Linked DNA regions of Triticum aestivum: region 2 is linked to region 1. Evidence: chromatin contacts called from public Hi-C data. All regions are on one chromosome and are shown on one strand. The core of a region is the stretch at or near the end of the contact, and the rest is flanking DNA. Distances in the headings are between cores, read along the strand shown. Region 1 holds the start of LOC123070560 (beclin-1-like protein). Region 2 holds the start of LOC123065590 (wax ester synthase/diacylglycerol acyltransferase 11).

What was found. Hi-C and Micro-C count contacts between places; a contact is called where the count stands out from the background.
Region 2: a Hi-C map of leaf shows a contact between it and region 1, with 4 times the contacts expected there. The contact joins the promoter of LOC123065590 here to the promoter of LOC123070560 in region 1.

What each region holds. Positions count from the first base shown.
Region 1 is chr3B:495,039,195-495,044,390 of IWGSC CS RefSeq v2.1, forward strand. It overlaps LOC123070560 (beclin-1-like protein), which reads left to right and starts at 2,852. Exons shown (of 10, transcript XM_044493810.1): 1 at 2,852-3,484; 2 at 3,989-4,347; 3 at 5,116-5,196. The coding sequence starts at 3,340. It overlaps LOC123070561 (replication stress response regulator SDE2), which reads right to left and starts at 2,694. Exons shown (of 4, transcript XM_044493812.1): 1 at 1,978-2,694; 2 at 943-1,391; 3 at 746-834. The coding sequence starts at 2,597.
Region 2 is chr3B:495,327,233-495,332,111 of IWGSC CS RefSeq v2.1, forward strand. LOC123065590 (wax ester synthase/diacylglycerol acyltransferase 11) reads left to right here and starts at 1,330. Exons shown (of 7, transcript XM_044488839.1): 1 at 1,330-1,601; 2 at 3,377-4,003; 3 at 4,108-4,174; 4 at 4,358-4,431; 5 at 4,535-4,750; 6 at 4,872-4,879. The coding sequence starts at 1,330.

The DNA.
Region 1 (5,196 bases), core at 1,602-4,101:
GTCAAAATTTCTAGTACTCCCTCCGATCCATATTAATTGTCGCAGGTTTAGTACAACTTTGTAAAGCAGCGACAATTAATATAGATCAGAGGGAGTAAGAAAATTTTCTAATCAAACAAATACACCAATACTGACGTAGACAAGAGGGAGGCGGCAACTCCTGCTGTCCTAAGGGCCCATAACTGCAGTACACCGGCTATAGTACCTCGATGATTATAAGTCAACTGTTATCACAGGTGGAGTCCACTGAATGACAATGGAAGTTCTACACGAGCTAATTATGCACATGAGTACAATATATATGAGCTTTGCATTAAAAAAATCCACAATTCCCATCAGCACCTCATGTAAAGATAAATTGGCCATAGAATAGGATGGGCTAGTGTTTCGGAGGGTAACATTAAACTTGTTGAGTATCAGAAAACAAACTATTGTGATTAGAACCATGAATGCTATTTGGATGAGCTGAAATTAATTTGATCTTTAAAACTCTGGTTTAAGTAACTTGTACTGTCACTGTGATAGTATGACATGTGTATAAAAATTATGCTATATTACCACTAATTGGTACTAGCAGCTGACTTATTGTCAAGTTAATGAATTTCCCCGAGAATTCAGCTGCCTAGAGCAACATTTCCTTTTATTTGTGACAAAATCACTACTACCTATCAACATGTCTGGCACAGTGTTGTTATGTAACTGTGGTGATAAATATGTACCCAGAGGGGTTAGAAACACAACATACCTCCAATTCTGCTGCTGAACTGAATGTTGCCAGGTCCACAGGCTCCTCTGAAAGAAGAGACTTGTTATTTACATCAGCAGATTCTTCCCCTGGAGGCACCACAGGGTCATTAAGGAGTGATGATGTAGCTGAACCGGTGTTATCCACATCTGTTCTATCATCTGATTTCAGAACTTCTTCTGAAAGAGCATTCTTACCATTCTCAGAAGTTCCATTTTCAGAAGTGTTCTCAGGAGCATCTGATTTCAGAACTTCTTCTGAAAGAGCACTCTTACCAATCTCAGAAGTTCCGTTTTCAGAAGTGTTCTCAGGAGCAGGCTGAACTGCCGTTCCCCCCTCACACTCCAAACTACCTTGTGACTCAAAATCACATCCTGATCTAATCTTTACTTCCATGGATTCCTGAAGAGCATTTCCATTTTCCTCTGAATCACTGCTCTGGGACTTCTCACCTGAGGACTCTCCTTCTGAATGTGACCCAGAAACTGAAGCCAGATCAACCTTTTCCTCCTCACTTTTGTTGGATTCATTTGAGTAATTCCCATGATCAAGAGCTATGGGTTTTGCATCTGCCCCCTCATTATCGTCCACATCACTGTCACTGTCACTATCACTCTCATCATCTGCTACTTTCTTTTTGCCCATCCTGAAACAAGTTGATTCAATCAGGCAGTTAGCACCGTAAAATAGAATAACACACACAGTCCAGTATTCTTCAGTGTAACATGCTTGATTATATTAGCTTCCTGAAATAAAGGTGCACATTTGCAATAGAGAAACCTTTATAGCCTCTCATCCCTCAACTGACTGAAACTAGCCACTTACGAGAGCAACTACTATATACATTTCAGTACAAATAGAACATAGAAGTATAATACACCACCAATATATCATGTTTGTCACAGAAAATCGAACATAGAGCACCACCGTATTTGTGGTTACGATTTAAGCTAAAATAACTTTTAGACAGGATCTCAAGCATGTAAAAAGCACAGTCCAGACTTATCCTTGGCATCCAGACTCAATTGTACCAGACAAGCTACTAGATTATATAAACTTGGCTAACATCTCAACAAAATCAAACACTAAAATTCCAGAGGAAAACAAATACATTTATGAAATAAGCTACTAATTCACAAAATGAACTATGGTTGAAACAATATGCATCAGTTTATCAAATTTATACAGTGGGGTATACACCACAAAAGAAAAGTTGTTGTTTTAGCACTCACCAAATTTTAAGCTTCTTTGCATCACGTGGCTTGGGGACAGCCTTCCTCTTCCCAAGGGAGGCACGTACCGACTCCTCCACGGCGTTGACGCAGCTCTCGGCATCCTTTCGGTACTTCTCAAGATACTTGTCAACCTCGGCAGCTCGGGCGCCGCCGCGGCCTGACTCTTTGGCCTTCTTCTTGAGGAAGTCCTCGGCAAGTTTCTCGAGCTGACGATCTGCGGCCTCGGCCCTCCACTCCTCGAGGCGGCGCTCCGCGTTGACGTGGCGGAGCCGGCGGCCGTTTATGTCGCGGCAAGCGTCGAAGTTGCTGGTCTTCTTCTGGCCGGCCTTGGAGGCGGCCCCACGGAGGAGGGAGCCGAACCCGCCCTTGCCACCGCGGAGGCGGAGGAGCGCGGACGCGGAGGGGAATTGCCCGTCGGGGAAGGATGCGAGGACGGAGGAGGGCGAGATGTCGAGGCGGCCGGTGACGAGGCGGAGGGAGGCGGCGGGGACGCGGGAGAGCGCGGAAACGGCGTCGAGGAGCGCCGCGCCGGAGACGGTGGGCGTGGAGAACCGGAGGCAGTGGGTGCGGCCGTCGAGGAGCCGCACCAGGATCTGGTACCGGGAGGCCTCGGCCATGGCGCGCGGTGGACGGTGTTGGTCGGCGAAACCCTAGCGTCCTACCTCTGGCCTCTGGCGGAGGTCGTGAAGGGAAGGGGAAAAGAGAGAGAGGGCGCTAGACTTTTGTTGACTATGATGATGAAGCGCCGGATCGGCCCCAGAATACTCACGCCGTCGGATCTCGCGTTCGGGAGCCTATCCGTCCGTCCGCGTGCGTCCCCGATTATTCCACAGGTCGGTCTGCCCAAGCAAAGGAATTGGCCGACGCGGAGACCTCCAAGCCCAGATCCCCTTCCCCTCCGACGCCGCCATCGCCCGCTGGCCTCCCTCGCCTCTCCCTTCTCCGCCTTGTCTCTGCTCCTCTCCGCTCCGAGGCCACCGCCACCCGCCGCCGTTCTCGGCCTACTTCCCCGGTCTCTCCCCGTACACCAGCACAGGCCACGGCGTCCCACCGAGAGAAGACACCGCTGACAGGCGGGTCCAACACGTGGTGTGGGCGCCCCACGTCAGGGTGACTTCCGTACTCATTTCTGCGTGCGGTTGAAGTCACCCCGATTCGGTCCGCGACTCCTCCCGTCCCTCCCTCCTGGTGTGGAGTCCAGGTCGGACTCACCGCGCCTCCGATTCGATCCCCCCTCCCCACGCCGGGGTTCATCAGGAATCCTAAGCTTGGAAGCGCGGAGGAATTCTGCATACACATAGCTTCAGAATCCCGCAAGCGCGAGAACGCCCGGAGCTAAACCCGAGTTACTGCTGCGACATGAAGCCCAAGGCCGCCGCCGGCGAGAAGGGCCGCGGAGTGGACCCGTCGCTGCCGCGGTTTAAGTGCCAGGAATGCCACCGGGCGCTCCTCGTCGTCGGCGTGGAATCATTCCCTGATAGGTTGCCTGCTCACGCCAACTCCGGTACTTTTTTGCCTCCGTTGGATTCGTTCCTCTTTATTATGAGCCTGTAGCGATTGCATAAGTTTTAATCTAGCGCTGCTTTGCGGTAACAATCGAGGGAGTGCCGGTTCTATGTGACGGCGCAACTGAATTGTGTGTGACAAGTGCAGTTTTCTCTAGCAAACATAGGGTATGTTGAGTGATATAGGTTCTGATGGAATTGTTGATAGCTGTTTCTGGAGAACTCTAGTTTTTGACTTGTTTGCACTCGATATTTGACGAGAAATACAACTCTGCTACCTGTTAAAGGGATATTATTGCATTTATAAAAAATGAACCAGTGAATGCTTGCACCTGTAAAAGATAAAAATTCATACAGTGATAACTGATGCATCGGTGTCTCGGATTTGTCTTTGAAGCAGTTGAAGTTCCATTTGTTTGTTCACACTACTAAGTAAGTTTCTCGAAGATTCTATTTTGTGGTAGTAATGGTTATTACTTCTTATTATGCCATCAATGGTTCAGGTATGCATGCATCCTCTGTTCAAGGCAGTATTATGGGGGCGAGCAGGATGGACAGTTCTTATGTTGTGTTGTCCAAGCAGAACAGATCTCAAGGCCCTGGGATTCCCCCACGGCCACCAAATGCAGCAGCCCGGCATGTCGAGCCTAACCAATCAACAAGAGCAATAGAGGGATCATATATAATGCTTCCACCTGCCGCTGCTTCCATATACAAGACATCTACCTCCGAAGGTGGTGGCGCGCATCTGTCGCCTCCAAATCTTAACTCTACTAGCCCTTCACCAGGCAACAATACTGGATTTCACTCTAGTGTGACTGTCTTAAAGCGGGCATTTGAGATTGCTAGTTCACAAACTCAGGTAAATAAGTTACTTGAAACGTTTCATACTGGACCTGTTTGATTCAAAAGGATTTTCATAGCATTCTTGGAGGATTAAAATCATTAGGAATGTTTTCCTTCCTGTGTGGGTTGTTTGATTTGTAGAACTGAATCCCATTGGAACTTTTCCTGTGGATTTCTTTGCACTGTACTCCCTCTGTTCCAAATTACTCGTCGTGGTGCTAGCTTGGCTGAGATAGGAAGTTTCGATGTGTATGTAGATTTGGTACTTTGGAACGGAGGGAGTATTTCAAAGGAAATTTTTCATCCACTGAAGCCTCTTGGAAAGAATCCTTTATTTGTTTTTTTCCTGTAGTGCGATCAGACGTATGGAACAAATTCAATCTTGTAGGATTTGAGTGGACATGGCATTGCAATTGTGTGTTTTTCCTATTCCTACTTAAAAAAAATCCTGCGAATTAAAGAGACTGGGTATTTATAGTGTGTGGTGTCCATGTATATGCAACTCTTACCGCTTGTTGCTATGCATTTAACTTGCTTGTATTTACTAATACGGGTATTTTGAGATTGCTGCTTGACAAACTCAGATGCAATAAGTTGCTTTAAAATGGTTTAAAATATCTCTGTACTGAGCACACGCATGCACATGCATTTGCTTCAATTTCGTCAGATTTGCATTGTTTTTGCTGCTGCATGTTGTGTCATTGCTGCACTACACTAATCAGTGTGTTGGTTTTAAGAAGAAAAAAAGCAGTGCTAACACGTGTGAATATGAAATATATTGCAGGTTGAGCAGCCACTATGTCTGGAATGTATGAGGGTGCTTTCTGATAAGATGGACAAGGAGATTGAGGATGTAAATACTGAC
Region 2 (4,879 bases), core at 80-2,579, 290 kb after region 1:
ATTGGCATATGATCCTCCACTCCATGTTGTTTTGTTCAAACGTATTGATCCTCGCAGAGGAGGAAAACCGCATGGAGTGGGAGAGAGTAGTTCCTCAGGGAGGGACAGGTTGGTCCCTGGCACCTGGGAGAATACACGTTCAAGCTTGACTCCATAATTGGTACCTAACCAGTCTTGTTCTATTATCAGAAAAACAGAGCAATAAGGGTGATTTTTAAGTCATGTTTCTAGACCAGCCCCTTAGCTATAGATAAGTTAATCCATATTTTCTAATAAGATCTCCATAGCAACATCTTTTCTTTTTGTCGTCATACATGTTCCTTCATCAAGTAACTCTTGAAATAACTAAGATGCATATCTTGCAGGAACCTCCATGGCACACGGAGTACAACTTGAAAATGCACCTCTCATTTCAAATTGGCTTTGTGCTTCATGTCAGTACTATCTTTCAAAACGCTATGAACAGATTATGATATGTTGTACTGAGTTTGATATAATGCCACTCACTGAAATCCGTACATTCCATATTTGGACCAGCTTATGGTCAGTGTCATACACACATTCTCATAACAAGCCGTTTCAAGTTATATATAGCAATATCATTGTACTAAAGCATTTTTCCCGTATATTTGCTCGGACAACATGTTTCATGCTTCCAACATTTTGACAGATTTCTATAATTTTATTGAAATAATGGACGGGCGCAGCAACGTGCGCCGCCGGCATGGTCTAGTGATATCTTGTGATCAATAAAGAGCGGTGTTTTCTCTCTAACAATGATCGCGTTGCAGCGGTTCTGAAACAGGAGTCGTCACGAGAGCGACGGATCCCGTGTCGACGCCCACAGGGTGTGAGACGGTCCGTCATCGCCGGTTATATTGGAATTTGGAAGGAGAAATGTACACGACACCGCCGATCAAATGCATCACTTCAAGAAAGTTAACCATCAAAGCCGGTCGCGTGTGGAGTGTGGAGTGTGGAGATTCCCGGCTCTGCGCAGCGCTCTACACTGCCAAGCCGGCGGGTGACTTTCGCACCAGTTCCAACCTGCGCTGCTCGGTCGCCACGGCTTGCTACCACAAACGAAATCACAGCTCAGCCAGTCAAAGCACACCCCGGCAGTAGTTTCGCACGTTGCGGCGCCCGAGCAGACGCAGGCGCACATAAATGCTTCCCGAAGAAACGAAAAAACAAGCGCACGGCAGCGACGCGCGCGCGCGTGGTGTCCAAGCACTTGCACCGGCACCGTCCCGTGCGCCGTGCGTCACGACTACATAAGGGGCGTGGACCTGTCCACAAGCACAGACGCGCGCGGTCACGTGGTAGTGGCGGAAAGGATGGATCGCCGCCGCGGGAGTGCGCTGCGGAAGCGGCCGTCGGCGATAGACGCGAGGTACGCCCGCGAGACGGAGAGGGGCGGCGGGGGCAAGACAGGCGAGGGCGAGGAGCCGGTGAGCCCGACGGGGCGGTTGTTCCGGGAGCCGCACTTCAGCTGCTACATCGTGTCCGTGTTCGGCCTCGGCGCGCGGGTCGACCTGGCCGGCGTGCGGGCCGGGCTCGAGGCCACCCTCGCGCGCCACCCCCGCTTCTGCAGCGTCCAGGTACGCACGCGTGCTCCCGCCATCGTTCCGTCTTGATTCATTTTTGGACCACCATGCTTTTGATGTGCCGTGCGTAGAATGATCATGTTGCACCGGCGTTCACTGGGAGATTTAGAGTATAGAGTACTGAATGTGTACTGTTCCTCGTTCCCAAGTTCTATTGCTGCTTCAGTCGGCCCAAGCACTCAGGCTGGCCATAGCGGGGTAACATAACTAGTATCATATACTTGAAACTCACAAACATGCTTACGTGGTAGATAATTAAAGAAGAAAGAAAGGGTCATAGTAACATAGATATATATCGTATCATAATAAATGTTATGCTACTATGTGTCATGCATGACAATAAATAAGACCACATATGATACTACTTCCTCCTTTCCGGTTTATAGGGCTTATCTCAAAATTTTAGTTTTTCCATTTTATAAGGCTCAATTTGGTTGTTTCCCATCACATGTTCAGATTTCAAGGTGCATTAAATCATTGCATGCAAGTATTAAGAGGAAATTAACCAATGCATGTAATTTATGCATGCATGCATTGCAATTAATGCATTGGTAACATACTTTTTGAGGAAAACAAAAGCATTAATTGGGTGCTTTTGCAAACTCCAAAAGGTATTCCACCAATCACCATCTATTTTGGTTGGTGAGATTTTTGAATTGAGCCTTATAAACCGGAAAGGAGGGAGTATTTTATGATACTATGCACTATAGATGTAGTATTATACACTAGGATCATATGCATGATACTAGTATATGTTACTCCCCACTATGACCAACCTCAGTGTGTATAGAAGAAAGCGAGTGCTAACAACTACTACCTTCGTCCTGGTTTATAGGTCCACTTTGTAGTTGTGCCAAATTTTGACTAAAGATTTAACTAACAAAATATTAATGCATGTCGAAAAAAATTATCTTATTGAATTCGTATTTGAACATAGTTATCAAAAATATAATGTTTGGTGACATGCGTGAACATTTTGTTGGTTTAATCTATGGTCAAAATTTGGCACGAAATACAATGGGGACCGATAAATCCGGACGGAGGTAGTATCACTAAGACTGCTCATAGTGGGGAGTAACATAGAGTAGTAACTTGCCAGTGTTACTAGTCGATGTTACTACCTCCATAGTGGGTAGTAACATATGAGTGGTATCATGAAAGAGTTCATTTATTAGGCTATAGACTCATTATGTCTTGAAATGTGCGATGTTACAGTAACTAGCTAAGTTACCACAAATCCCTCTCTCCTCATTAATTAGCTGCCACATAAGCAATCTTGTATTGAAATGTGTGATGTTACTAGTTAAGTTACTCCGATTATGACTAGTCTAATGAGCTAGCGTTCTTTGTTGAACTTTTCCTGTTGGTTCGGAAGTTCAATAGTGAGTTTTCGAGATACAGTTGCAGAGTTGGGCTCCTCGGTAATAAGTTGTTGATAGTTCAGTGTATTAATTGGTCCTGCAATCTGCAGTATTATCATGTGTTCCGTGTGCCTAAAGAAACCACTCTCTGCCGTCCGAACCGCATGATGTGATTTTTGATTCTGTAGCTCGACTGATCGATCCAAATGATCCAATCAAGTACGAGCTTGGCAGGCTCCCATTCGTTCGCGCCTAGTTCAATCACTGTATCTGATCAACGTGTAGTACGATTAACCAAACCAAACCTCATTTCTGAAGGAACTAACTGCGTGCTAGCAGGGAAAACCCAAAGTAAACACAAAATTTCAGTACTCTTCTTATGCATCACATCACAAGCCATGTCTGCAGGTGGTGGACGAGCTGGAGGAGGACGCGAGGCCCAAGTGGGTCCGGACCACGGTGAACCTCGACGACCACGTCATCGTCCCGGACCTGGACCCCACTGCCACGTCCGCAGACCCAGACCGGGCCTTGGAGCACTACGTGTCGTCTCTGTCCACGCTCCCCATGGACCACTCCCGCCCGCTCTGGGAGCTGCACGTCTTCGACTTCCCCACCTCCGACGCCGCCGCCGCCGTCGTGCTTCGCGTGCACCACTCCGTCGGCGACGGTGTCTCGCTCCTGTCCCTCTTCATCGCCTGCACCCGCCGCGCTGCGGACCCGGACGCGCTGCCGGAGCTGCCGACCACCGGCGCCCCCCGTCGCGCTGGCCCCGCGTACGCCCTGCGTTCGCGCCACTCGCCGTCGTCATGGGGCGCCCTGGCGGTCCTCGCCGCGTGGGTCGTGTCGCTGCTCGTGCTCGCGTGGCACACAGTGGTGGACGTTTTGTGCTTCTCCGCGACGGCGACGTGGATGCTGCGCGACCCGCCGACGCTGTTCAAGGGCGCGGAGGGCGTGGAGTTCCGGCCCAAGCGCTTCGTGAACCGCACGCTCAGCCTCGACGACGTCAAGTACGTCAAGAACACCATGAACTGCGTACGTGGATCCTCAAGTCCTGCCTACATAGTCGATTATTCTTTTTCTCTGAAAGATGAGTTGTGTGATCGATTAACTCGCTGGATTGCGATCCTTCTCTGCAGACCGTAAACGATGTGCTGCTTGGGGTGACGTCTGCGGCGTTGTCTCGGTTTTATTTTCGGAAAACAGGTGAGGGCGAGCTCAAGTAATTTTACTTTGTTGTCTTGTTAATAATTTGTGAGAACTAGGTTGTCGAATTTCTGGTTTCTCATCCGGGTGGGCTTCTTCTATAAACCTAAGTCCTGGGTGCTAGTGCCCATGGATCTCATTTTTTTTAATAATTTGTAATTGACCAGACTTAAATAATTTCAGGAGAAAGTGGTAGAAAGAGCATCAAGGTGCGGTCCACTCTTCTTGTTAACCTGAGGAAGACGCCCGGTCTACATGTAAGCGCGGCGGCGAGCATCCATCCATGTCCTCACTGATAATTTGTGCTTAGTCGTCCCATGTCCTTCTCCTCGTTGATTAATGTGCGTTGCGGCGGCGTAGGCACTGGCTACGATGATGAAGTCCGGCAAGGACAACTGGGCCGAGTGGGGGAATCGGCTTGGCTACATGATACTCCCGTTCCACATAGTGCACGGCGACGACCCTCTCGAGTACGTCCGGAAGGCCACCAAGGTTGCGCGAAGGAAGAAGAGCTCAATGGAATCGATCTTCACCTACTGGAGCGCGTCCATGATAATGAAATTCTTTGGAATCAAGGTGCGGATATGCAGTGTTGATCAATCATATACTACATTCCTACCATACCTATTCTGTTGTGTATTGGGCTTTTAGCTTATATGTATGCTCAAGGCTAAGCCGCTAACTGAACATTCTCCAGGCAGCAGC